Regions from separate parts of the Zea mays genome. Here all the other regions are linked to region 3. Evidence: chromatin contacts called from public Hi-C data. All regions are on one chromosome and are shown on one strand. Each heading gives the region's core, a stretch centred on a gene start, on an enhancer-like site or on the middle of the called end of the contact. The rest is flanking DNA. Distances are from core to core; before and after follow the strand shown. Region 1 has its middle 45 kb from the start of LOC107548100. Region 2 holds the start of LOC107548100 (Nucleic acid-binding OB-fold-like protein). Region 3 holds the start of LOC100276360. Region 4 has its middle 66 kb from the start of LOC107548100.

Region 1 (2,870 bases), core at 95-2,594, 170 kb before region 3:
GGAATTGTTCTGGCGTGTAGACAGGGTTGGCTGCAAAGTAATGGCAAATGATCCTTGCCTCTCCATCACCATGGTCTCTAGGGACAAGTCGTCTTATAGAGCCATGGTTAAAGCTCTCTCCATCCATGGTTGACATCATAGCATGTACTTCTTCCTCATCATCATCGAGCAACTCATAATTCATCGTATCCTCTGCAATGAAGAACCTAATAAGAAAGAAATTGTCTTCTTCATCCATTGTTCGACGTATACTCTGCAGTGAAGTGTTTTTAAACTGGAATTATAACCTTTATTGCAGCAAGGGTGTGGACATGCAAAAAAATCACAAATCAAGACAGCTACCTGATGGATCGGTAGTGGCAGAGAGGAAGACTAGAGGAGCTCGAAAATCTGGAACTTGAAATGTGGAATTAATTTGGAATCAAGAACCTAGCGTGGATCTTGGAGGAGAGAAGCCATGGAGGGTGCCGGATCTTGGAGGAGAGAAGGCGTGGAGGGTGCAGCAAGGGTGTGCAGCGAGCTGGGCGTGGCCGGCGGCGTGGGGCTCGGACCCGTGGTGGTGGCGCGGCGACGCACGGCGTGGCGCAGACGGCGCGCGGCGGCGCGGACGCAACGTTTCTGGCTGCAGCACGGTACGAGTCTAGAGGCCGGGAGGATGGTTTACAGGTTACTGTTGCAAGAGTTTAGTGTTTAGAGGTTGGAATCTTTTTAGAGGGGCACTAAATATTCGTATAGAGGATATAATTTACAGTCTACCGTTGCAATCAGTCTAAAAGTAACTAAAATTTAGTCACTAAACTTTAGACACCCTAACCAAACGGGGCCTAAATATTAGTCACTAGAAACCAAACACCCCCTTAGCAAGCCAATTAATGTTTGTATCTAACACTCTCTCGTTCCAGTCTGCACGCCACCGTACGTGTCCCAATAATTCAGAGGACAGACAGAAAGGAAAGGAAAGGAAAAAAAAAACAACAGGTTGTACCTCGCCTTCTCTTTTTGTGAACAGAAACATGGTCCCGGATTCAGATTGATTGCGCTAGCCCAAAAAAGAATTCCAATCAGACAGATATACTTCTCTGAACCAAAAAGCTTTAGCGAATCAGGATGCCAATTCGGCTATGCTACGCTATCCTTGGCGCATGAATGTTATCTTTTGCCTGGACGGTGGTGGTGTTGCCAAATGCGATGGTAAGGCCAATCTTCCCACCACATGCATGGCTGTTACATCGTTTTCTTGATGTGGATCCAAGAGAAGCGGCACCACGTTGGGCCATGGTCAACAGCCGACCAATCCGCGCAGCACGACGTAAGCGAGCGAAAGGAAGGAGCAGTGTTCCCATGCACCGCAGCTGTATCAGACAGCGACACTGGACTAATTAAACTGTGACCAGGTGCCTCTCCTCTCTTCCGCGCGCTAAGCTCCTGCCGTCGAGGTCAATTATAATCCTGAACAAGTTGTGCAGCGGCTGAGATCAACCGATTGATTCAGCTTACTTGTTGTCAAGTAGTGTTATCATATATGGAAAACTTCCATGTACATTTGACTTGGGGTGGATTATTGTTACTCTCTCAGCCTTGACCTCCTAGGCTAAAGAAAAACAGAAATGATGATGGAGACCCATAGATGATCCACACTAGTCTCCATGGGTTGGATGAAGAGGATATGACCCAAATAAGTTTTCACTAATTACATTTATCTGTTTACTGTGCATATTATTTGTCGTGAATATGCCAACATGTAGTTGATATATGTACCTACGGTGATCAAATATGATAAGCGATCGTCAAAAGGATAACTGACTTTGTTTTGAAACTGACTAACCTTAGCATGAGTTGTTCGACGGTGCAGGTGAAGGTCAAATGAGTTTGTGCCAATAGACTTGGAGTGGTAAAGGACAGGCATCGAGGTTTGAACAGAGCAACTAAAGAAGCCCGAGGATTGACCATGATAGGTGACACCTATGAACATCAATAAGTGCAAGAGTACATGAGAAGTATATTGTGTTGATGAAGTCAAGACGACAGATGATCGGGTCAAGCGGAGTTGTTCGAGTGATTGAGGATTAGCGATGACACGACTCGAGATCATAAAGGGTGCATATCCAATATGCTACTCGTGAGGGGTTTGATAGGCTTGCCCTTAAAACCACGACACCAACCGTTTCTTGGGTTTGGGCCTCAAAACACAGCTTTATTTTTGGTGGGAACTAAAGGTGGCATATTGTATCATACGAAGTTCGTGTTGATGTGAAACAAAGTTGTAAAGAGCTTGTTGCTATAAATAAGAAGAAGATTGATCCAACGAGCCTGATCTCTCTCCAACACGTTGTTTTCTTCTATCCTTGTTGCTATAAATTTCAGATCTAGATTTGTGTGAGATATACAAATCTAGATCTGAAATTTGTAATCCAAATTCCATGTAAACTCAAGCAATGTGCCAAACTATGAGGATTGAACCAAATAAAACTTTCATATGAAATTCATGGCCCTTTGTGCTTGCTTTCGTTTTTTGTTTGATTTTTTCTCTCCCAAATCATCTAATCTTGTTTTTTTGGGTGATTTCATTATTCTGGAGATTTAAGACTAATCAGAATGCCTAAATAGATGCTAGGAATTCAGAGGAACATATCTATCGACTTGTTTGGTAAGATTTCTCATGAGCATGATTTGGTAGGATTTTGAGGAAAGTTGAGAAATCCGCAAATCAGTTTGGAACTTTTTAGATCCACTGATTTATGTTTGTAGTTTGGACATGATCTTGTGTGATAACCTTTCAAACTCCCTAAACTTTGTGCAAACTTACATCTCAGATTGAGTTCATTTGAGGTGTTTTGCACTTTTGGATAAAAAGTTTATGGGCTAAACAA
Region 2 (2,700 bases), core at 199-2,698, 220 kb before region 3:
AAAGAAGAAGGATATAGAGGCATGTCCAACACGTCTGCAAGGTAGAAATACGATGTTATCCCCACAAGATTCATAGTTTATATGTATAGGAACTGAGTGTATGTTTGTAATTTTATACAAAGATGTACTGAGTCGTCACTATAAATAGGTGTATAGTGCCATGCAGATTGCACGACACGTTTTGCGAAGGAAAGTACATCAATGCCTCCATTGGATTCTAAAGATGATGTCTATGAAGTTTAAGGGCACAAATGTCATTTCACATGAAGTTATGTGTTACCATGTTCCTATAAATATAAATACAGTGTCATGTAGAGTGGAGCCTTTTCGGGACGATTCACGTGCTCACACCTCACTGAAATGCTCCACCTCCAAACCTACTGAGACAAACACATCTTTGAATACCAACAAGTATCTCGAAGGTACTCACTCATATTTATCGGCAATTGCAGAGATAAACAATATAAAGATCAAAGAAAGATCAATGACTAGGTTCTATGACACCTTTATTCTTATATTTGATCTCACATGTTTTCTACATTTGTTTCACCTTGTACCCTTGGCCTCTTTTTTCTCTCTGCATGAGTGAAAAAAGAGGAAGGTTTCATCAATTTGATTGTGTTGCCCTATTTTAGTTTCTTACAGGAATCTTGACAGGAGACCAACATGTTGTTGTGCTCTTTTATCATTTACCCTACGGCAGTAAATGATCAAAACATGGATTCATTGTGTGGCATATAGTATTTCTTAGTATTGCAATAACAAGCACTTCATTTAGATCTGTAGTTGTGTTATTTGGCGCACAAGCCCAACAAGCGATACCATTATCGAAACTGTAACATCGGTATGAATTTCTCAACTCTAATATATAGTGAGTAAGGTATAGAAATTAAAATGAGTCGTGAGGGATATACCTAAGGGTGTAAATGGTATGATATTATTCGTTCGTATTTAAATTTGATCTGTTTAAGAGGGCTAAGATGTGATTCGTATCTAAGTTTGGATATTCTATATCTGATCCGTATCTGATCTTTATCTGTATCCGTATTTTTAAAGTTGGATTTTTAAAATGTCAATAATTATTTACATCTTAACTGACACAACTTGATAATATCTGTATCTAATCCTAATCCAAAATAAAATATAAAAACAAATATTAAATAAATAATATCCGTCAATTCACGTCAGCTGCCCAGCTGTGATGGGCCCAGGCGCGGCCGCCGCGTATCCGGTTCTCCAAGCAACCGAAAGAAAATAGAGAACCTATTCCTACTCGGTCGTCGGGTCCCGTCCGGAGGTGGGCCCAAGAAAGGTCCTGCGTCGGCGGCCCCACGAAGACACGACCCATCGGCACCGTCAAAATCCTCACATCCCGTTAGATCGAACGGCTCACATCTCCTGCCGTGCTCGTCGGGGCCTTTTGCTTCTTCTTTCTATAAATCAAACCAAAAGGCAACGACCCAAGTCCCAACGGAACTTAGCTGCCGAGCGCCCAAAGCCCCACCGCCGCTCCCATCAAGCGGCGCTAAAGGTTTCCTCGCCCGCAACGCGATGCCGAAGAACAAGGGAAAGGGAGGCAAGAACCGGAAGCGGGGCAAGAACGAGGCGGACGACGAGAAGCGGGAGCTGGTGTTCAAGGAGGACGGGCAGGAGTACGCGCAGGTGACGCGGATGCTGGGCAACGGCCGCTGCGAGGCGCTCTGCATCGACGGCACCAAGCGCCTCTGCCACATCCGGGGCAAGATGCACAAGAAGGTGTGGATCGCCGCCGGGGACATCGTGCTCGTCGGCCTGCGCGACTACCAGGACGACAAGGCGGACGTCATCCTCAAGTACATGAACGACGAGGCCCGCCTGCTCAAGGCCTACGGCGAGATCCCCGACAACGTCAGGCTCAACGAGGGCGTCGTTGATGAGGAGGAAGCCGGCGCGCAGGATGACTATATACAGTTCGAGGACGAGGACATCGACAAGATCTGATGATCGCCTCTTCCACACGGTCCCTTTCCATGGTAAACTAAACGTATGCAAAACAATTGTATCCTTCTGTTTTGTGGTGGCTACCATGACTGAAGAATGGTAGTCGTGGTGATGGTATAATGATTTGGGCGGAGAGTACTGTGTATAATGATTTGGGGGCACTTGTTGTGCCCAATAACCCCATATGGTGATATAGCAAGTATGGGACTGAACGAACCGTTCCTCTCCCTTTCTGTTAATATGATATATTTGGTTGGGCATGATCCAATTTTTTTTTTCTAATGCCTCTTATGTTCAGTTCATCCCTGGTGTTATTCTTTGTATTCAACTACTGGGTTCCTTGGTTGGATTCTGTCTGGGTACATGTTTGTGACCGGGTGGCACTTGTTGTGACCTCTCGCCTCTGATCAGTATGCACAGTAAAAATAATTCAGTGCAATTTGATGTCTGCATCTTTACTTTCTACTCGCAATGTCGTTGCCCCCACACTACTAAACTGTTTCTCAATACACTGCGTTCCTCTGTTTTGTTGCCGTCTGTGCTCTAAGATATATATATATTCCTACCATGTCAGCTTTACAGACCCACATATGACTTTAGATGTTCATGAGGCAATTGTGGACCCAAATTATCTTTTCTAAGGGTTTATTAACCTTCGTTAGCACAATTGAGTAGATGATTAGAGTTGAACACCATTGTGTTATTAGATGATTACTGGGT
Region 3 (2,967 bases), core at 240-2,739:
GCAAGCTGCAGTACTGCTGCTGCTGCATGCGTGCCTGTGCGGCATGGTCGCCGCCCGCTGGATAGATGGGCATTTGAACCGGGTGATATGATCTAACTGCACAGGATAGGAATCGTACTGTACATGTGCGGCGGACAGGCGCGCGTGCCATGTCCAGGTCCAGCAGGGTTGTAGTTGCTTACGGTGATGTAGAGGTCGAAGCGGATGAGCGCGTAGGCGGTCCAGCAGATGCCGTTCACCAGGGAAGCCAGTGACAGGAACAGCGGCATGTACTCCACGCTCTTCGTCTGGATCACCATTTTCTGATCCACGCACGCACGCATCATACGAGGGTAACAAATTAAAAGAAGGGCATTAGGCGCGGCGTACATGTAGGAACAAAGGCATACATATACTACAGTACTTACCATGACGGAGAGCGGCGCGGCGTACATGCCGGTGCCGAAGAGGACGCAGAGGATGCCGACCACCATGGACCTGCGCTCGTGGGTGTGCGCCAGGGCGAGCACCAGCGCGGCGACGGCGCCGACGAAGGCGACCTCGGCGGCCAGCAGGAGGGACACCTTGCGGCGCGCCGCCCCCGCGGAGTAGACGAGGAAGAGCGCCACGTAGGTCAGCTGGATGAGCATGCCGGTGCCGTTGATGGTGATCACCAGCATGCTGTGCGGGTGCACCAGCGGCAGCCCGTACAACACCCACATCATGCAGTTCAGCAGCGTCGCCACGTACGGGATCGGCGAGTACTGCTCCACCGACCCCTTCTTCCAGATGCGGATGAACGTAGGCCTGCATGTTCGTACGTACGTACGTACGTTGTATAATACGTCCTTCGGTTAGTACGTACATCCTCCTTCAAACACACACACATGTTGTATGAGTATCTGTATTAATTGGCTGTTCTTACACCGGGGAGAGGAAGAGCACCAGGGCGGTCCCATTGCCTGCGAGACACCCATACCAGAAAAGAAACCCAAAAGTGAGTATATAATATATATAGCCCGTCCTTTCCTTTGTGGCAACAAATAGAAAAAAATTCACCAATTGAACTTTAATTTGGGGCAAATTAGTCCTATATATGAACAAGCAGCATATGGGAAGGAAAATGAGTAGGCCTGCCTCCACGAAATTAATCCTGACATGCACATAAATAATGCTTTGCGTTGACGAGTACCGGGACATGTTTCAAGCAAGCTTGTTGGCGAGAGAGAGAGAGAGAAAGACATACTAAGCAGGTATTGACTACTACCCACCGATGACGCCGATGGCCGTGCGGATGGTGTCCGAGGAGACCATGGTCGTCGCTAGCTAGCTGCCTTCAGCAAGGTGGTGCTCAGCTCTAGAGAGAGAGTGTGCTATTTTGCTAGCAAGCAAAAGAGTCAGCTGAGACACCTCTGTTTGGGAAACAGAGGACGGAGGGAGACCAAGCACCAACTAAAGACGAAGAAACGATTGAGCACAGTTGCGCTGAAGCTCTCTGCTCTCCGTCCCCGGCTTCTTTGTGAGTGACGAGCGAGTGAAGGACGCCAGCTTAAATAGAGGAGGATCATGAGTCACTGGCCTCGCCGTGGCCGGACCCGCGGACATCTATCGGGTCCCACCAAGCCCACCTCCACTCCACCTCCATCTCTATCTGTATCTAGCTCTCTCTCACACTAGTCACTACAGTGTCGTCTTTCTGTCTTTCTTGCGCGCTTTCTCTCTCTCATCTAAGTAATAAAGTAGTAACGGTAACAGCTTTCTAAGAAAAATAAAAAAAAATTGGCTTCTCCAAAACGTCTGTACTAGAAATGTAATTGATACTAGAAGTGTAATTGAATCGGATACGAACATATTTTTCTTTTCATATTTTCTCTTCGTTCAAATTGGATACAGATATTATCGAGTTGTGTCGGATAAGATTTGAATGAATATTGACATTTTAAATATATAAGTTTGAGTATACGGAAACAGATATAGATCGGTAGGTCACACCTTCGGCGCATAAACCTCTGATCCTTGATCGTCGATCCGGCGGTCCTGCAGGATTTCCGTTTAAACACACATGCACCGGTGGTGGGGATCTGGTGCAGATTGGATCCCCCCCCTCGTGTGTACCTGGGTATGGCTCGGTTCCAGCCAGTCGTGGAGAGCCACATGTCCCTAAACCGGCATCCGAGGTTGGTCTTGCAAAAGAGCCCTCGGAATTTATAAACATTAACCTGTATCCCACCTCTGTTGAAAAAAAAATATTACAGATAGGTCTTGTTTCTTGCAATTTTAACCCCATGCTTTAGAAAAATAGTATATGCACACCAGTTTGCTCATTTTAATTCTAAATAAATTCTGAAAATGATTTCCTCTATGAAAACAATTCCTCAAACCTTGGAAAATTCATAACTAATTCATTTTAAACACGAATTTAGTGGTTCTCGAACCCAATGACCTGTAGAATAATATTCCACTATTATTTTATTGCTTGGTGTGATGTTATTTTTTGTACATATGTATTGTTTGTATGTATTTCTGCGAATAGACGAGCAAGTGACCGAGCAACCCGAAAAGCACCACAAGTTGAGGAATCTGAGCAAGAGCTCGTTGAAGGTAAGTTGTGATCTTGATCACTTTCTTTACCTAATAATGTTCCTGATAATCACCGTGACATGTTTAGGTTAACTTGATGGCACCTAATAAGTTACCCTAGTTTTTTTTCACCCTACACTTGCAAACAAATGAATCATTAGATAGTCTTGCTATTACTCTACCTGATTTTGGGATTAATGTTTACAACTGAATTATGATCATGCTTTATCATTGTTGTTGGATTATTTATTGTTCATGATAAGATTGTGGTGTTAATTCGAACATGGAGCTTAACATGAGATAACAGTGCTACCATAAGGGTAGAATGGGATGCCCTTGGCCAGGTAATTAGAAAAGCTAGGGAGAGATTACCTTACCCAAAGGGGCAAGCGAGGAGTGTGTCACTAC
Region 4 (2,972 bases), core at 105-2,604, 150 kb before region 3:
AAAAAAACCTAGATTCTGTTTGGAACTTTTTAGATCTCGAGAGTTCCATTTGGAGTTTGGACTTGATCTCATAGAATAACCTTCCTAAGTCCCTTCCTAACATATTTGCAAAGTTATATCTTGTTTTGAATTTATTTGAGGTATTTTACACTTTTGGAGGAGAGGTTCCAGGGGCTGAACATGTGAAACTTGGTTGGCTACCCTTTAATCCTAGCTATAATAGCTAGGTCATGGTCCCAGCTAAGCAGCCAACCCTAAAATCCAGCTTGGACGACATTGGGCCGGCCAGGAAAGGCTAAACCAAGTCAGGCCAATTCTTCACCTCCATCAAGCCGCCTTTGCGTGTGTAGTTTGTGTTTTGAGTTCTTGGTGTCCATATATCGATCATCTTAATCCGGTGTTTCTAAATTGTCCAGAAACTATTTTAAATCATGAAACCAGCAGTTGGTATATGTGATTTGTGTGTGCGCTCTTTCACCAGCTTTATTGAGGTTGAGAGCAACACTTTTAGGTTTCCAAGTGTTTCCTGCGTGTTGGCTTTTGCACTGGTTTGAATGGACATTCGGTCCAGTCACCACTCGTTTGAATTTTTTGGATTTTTCGAAGGTCGAATGCAACAACAGCTAATTTAGAAAACATTTTGATTGGCTCTCATTCAATCCTTCGGAAGATCACAGGTAGGTGACAGCAGAAAGATATTGTTGCTCCTAGCGTTTCTCTCATTGTTTGTTTCAGGCTGAGGTAGCTGCATTCTCTTGGTAACTTCATTTTTGGCGTAATTCTGCCAATTTGCAATAAAAGTACAGCAGTGAAGACGTGAACTGATTCGACTCATGCTGCCAAGGTCACATCCTCATCGAATCCAAACCAGTCTCCCAGTAAAGTAGATCATGTTCCTACATACCATGCATCTTATTCAAGAGCATGTTTGTTTCCTAAAACAAAACCGCTCTATTACTACTTCCATTGCGTAACGGAAGCTGAAGCTGTTGTTCAACCGTACAGTGTTTAATTTAATGTGATTGAATCTGCAAGGAGATGTACAATTTTGGTTCAGTTCGCTTGGCTTTTAATCCGTAATAATTTCTACTGTTTTACAGTGTTTTTTTCCAGTGGATTAAAGTTGTAGTAGTCCAAACAATTACAATTGGCTTAATTTAATCGGAAGCCAAGAGCCTGTTCAACTTTTGCTTGAGCACGGGATACCAATTATTCTTCCAAATGCTGGCAGTGGCATCAATAATAAAGCTAGTTGCTGCCAATAGCCAAGAGTGGACAAAAATTGTATGGCGAGACAAGCACGTCATCTAGGTGCAGGCCGACCCCTGATGCTGATGCAGGTCTATTGACATGACTCCTCAAATAAAGTTGAACGAACCAAACACGACACACAGCTGCTTCGCCTAAAGTTCCCCCTCTAGAGAATCTGATGCATTGGCCACATCCAAACAAATACTGCTTTCTTTCTAATTTCCTTGCTAAAAGATAAGCTTTTCTGTTTTCCCAGAACCTAACAATGTTCCTACCATTAATAATGCGGATCCAGTACTCTCTTGCACAATGATTTACACAGAGAGAAAACAAATCTATGTACGACCATTGATAACGCATTACATAATTTGTCGTCTACAATATCGTGCACAATTGAATGATTGATCAGTTGCAATTTCAGGGAAAGGAAAGGAGGGAGTGCCCATCTGGTAGACTTGTCATCCGTGATCCATAAAACAAAGGAGTACTCTTATCAAATCTAGTTTCAAAACTCGAGGTCCCTAAGGCCACTTATGTCCTGAGGGGCCATAGTAGAATAATGTAAGTCCTCTAGGTCCCTTATACTATGGAGGCACTATTTAGTGATCCAAGCTCCAGAGGCCCCTTGTCTCCTGAGGCACTCAAGAGTCTATGTCCCCTGGGCCCCTTGTGTCTCATGGCACTATGAAGAGTATAGATACTCAAGGTCAGTTTGGCTTGTAAAGCACTCATCAACACATAGACTCTAGGGCGCTCTATTGGCCCATAGAACATTAAGATACCCAGTCTCGCATTACAAGGATCGTTGGGCCCTTAACCATAGATCACCCCCAGAACAAGAGACTTATATGTGTGAGTATAATCTACCTCAATATAGAACAATATGTCTAGGGTCACCAAGGATAGTACTGCCTCATGGTCAGGACCCCACATATAAAAGCACTGATGAAAAATCTAAATCGTTAGCTTATATGGTAAGTCTTAGGTACAATTATTAAATGTATGATATGTGGCATTATAGACCTGACAAGCGTGTTGTTGCCATGACATAGGTTGTAGGGTACTCGAGACTATTGTATGGTATGTGCATTGACCTTTAGCTATGTGTGGGCACGAGTATTGTGTTATAAAGTATTATCAAATATAAAAAGCTACATTGGTAATATCATAGTGAACGACATGGCCCATGCATACAACATATCATACATGTCCCCGTGATAGATATGGCAGTTGCCTAATGAAAGGACATATTCAATAGTATACCATGACCGAAGGCATGGTCCTAGTACAACTCTAAGAATTGGGTAAGTACGGGGTAGTTGAGATTATCTAATCAAATTTGAGGTTCATGTAACCTCTCTTATCCCTTGCACTATAAAAGGGGCAGAGTAACAATTAGGGTGTTTTGGCTTTGACTCCAGTAGGATAGGACCTTTTTGGCTAGACCTAGGGATTCAAGGCCAATACCAGGTTGGACAGACCCACGCTAAACATGCATGCTCTTGTATAAGATTGCACTGGTAGTGTCGGGTACCATAATTAGGGGTACCCCAACACTCCTAAACACGGCTGGTACCACCATCGGCACAAGCTGCAGAGACTGATGGGCGCAATCCAGGTCAAGGCTTCGTCTACTCAAGGGACGCGATCTCGCCTTGCCCGAGCCCAGCCTCGGGCGGGAACAGTAGTCCCAGGCGAATTCACGCCTCGCCTGAGGGCCT

Evidence for each region. Hi-C and Micro-C count contacts between places; a contact is called where the count stands out from the background.
Region 1: a contact with region 3 is called in a Hi-C map of leaf, with 3 times the contacts expected there. The contact joins the enhancer-like site here to the promoter of LOC100276360 in region 3. A contact is called at or near these places in 3 of 25 Hi-C or Micro-C datasets (leaf and seedling).
Region 2: a contact with region 3 is called in a Hi-C map of tassel, with 2.4 times the contacts expected there. The contact joins the promoter of LOC107548100 here to the promoter of LOC100276360 in region 3. A contact is called at or near these places in 3 of 25 Hi-C or Micro-C datasets (bundle sheath, ear and tassel).
Region 4: a Hi-C map of tassel shows a contact between it and region 3, with 2.1 times the contacts expected there. The contact joins the enhancer-like site here to the promoter of LOC100276360 in region 3. A contact is called at or near these places in 5 of 25 Hi-C or Micro-C datasets (bundle sheath, ear, endosperm and 2 more).

Annotation. Positions count from the first base shown.
Region 1 is chr5:130,610,350-130,613,219 of Zm-B73-REFERENCE-NAM-5.0, reverse strand. No RefSeq gene overlaps it. Among protein-coding and RNA genes, the nearest start is that of LOC107548100, 45 kb to the left of the region's middle. Within about 2 kb of position 1,344, at least 13 of the 20 cell types and tissues checked have an H3K27ac peak or open chromatin away from gene starts, as enhancers often do. A contact at or near this core is called in leaf and seedling, where this site is marked.
Region 2 is chr5:130,655,718-130,658,417 of Zm-B73-REFERENCE-NAM-5.0, reverse strand. It overlaps LOC107548100 (Nucleic acid-binding OB-fold-like protein), which reads left to right and starts at 1,448. Exons shown (of 1, transcript NM_001323008.1): 1 at 1,448-2,212. The coding sequence starts at 1,552. The coding sequence ends at 1,980.
Region 3 is chr5:130,439,798-130,442,764 of Zm-B73-REFERENCE-NAM-5.0, reverse strand. LOC100276360 reads right to left here and starts at 1,489. Exons shown (of 5, transcript NM_001374054.1): 1 at 1,251-1,489; 2 at 905-941; 3 at 408-786; 4 at 183-302. The coding sequence starts at 1,293.
Region 4 is chr5:130,589,258-130,592,229 of Zm-B73-REFERENCE-NAM-5.0, reverse strand. No RefSeq gene overlaps it. Among protein-coding and RNA genes, the nearest start is that of LOC107548100, 66 kb to the left of the region's middle. Within about 2 kb of position 1,354, at least 14 of the 20 cell types and tissues checked have an H3K27ac peak or open chromatin away from gene starts, as enhancers often do. A contact at or near this core is called in bundle sheath, endosperm, leaf and 1 more, where this site is marked.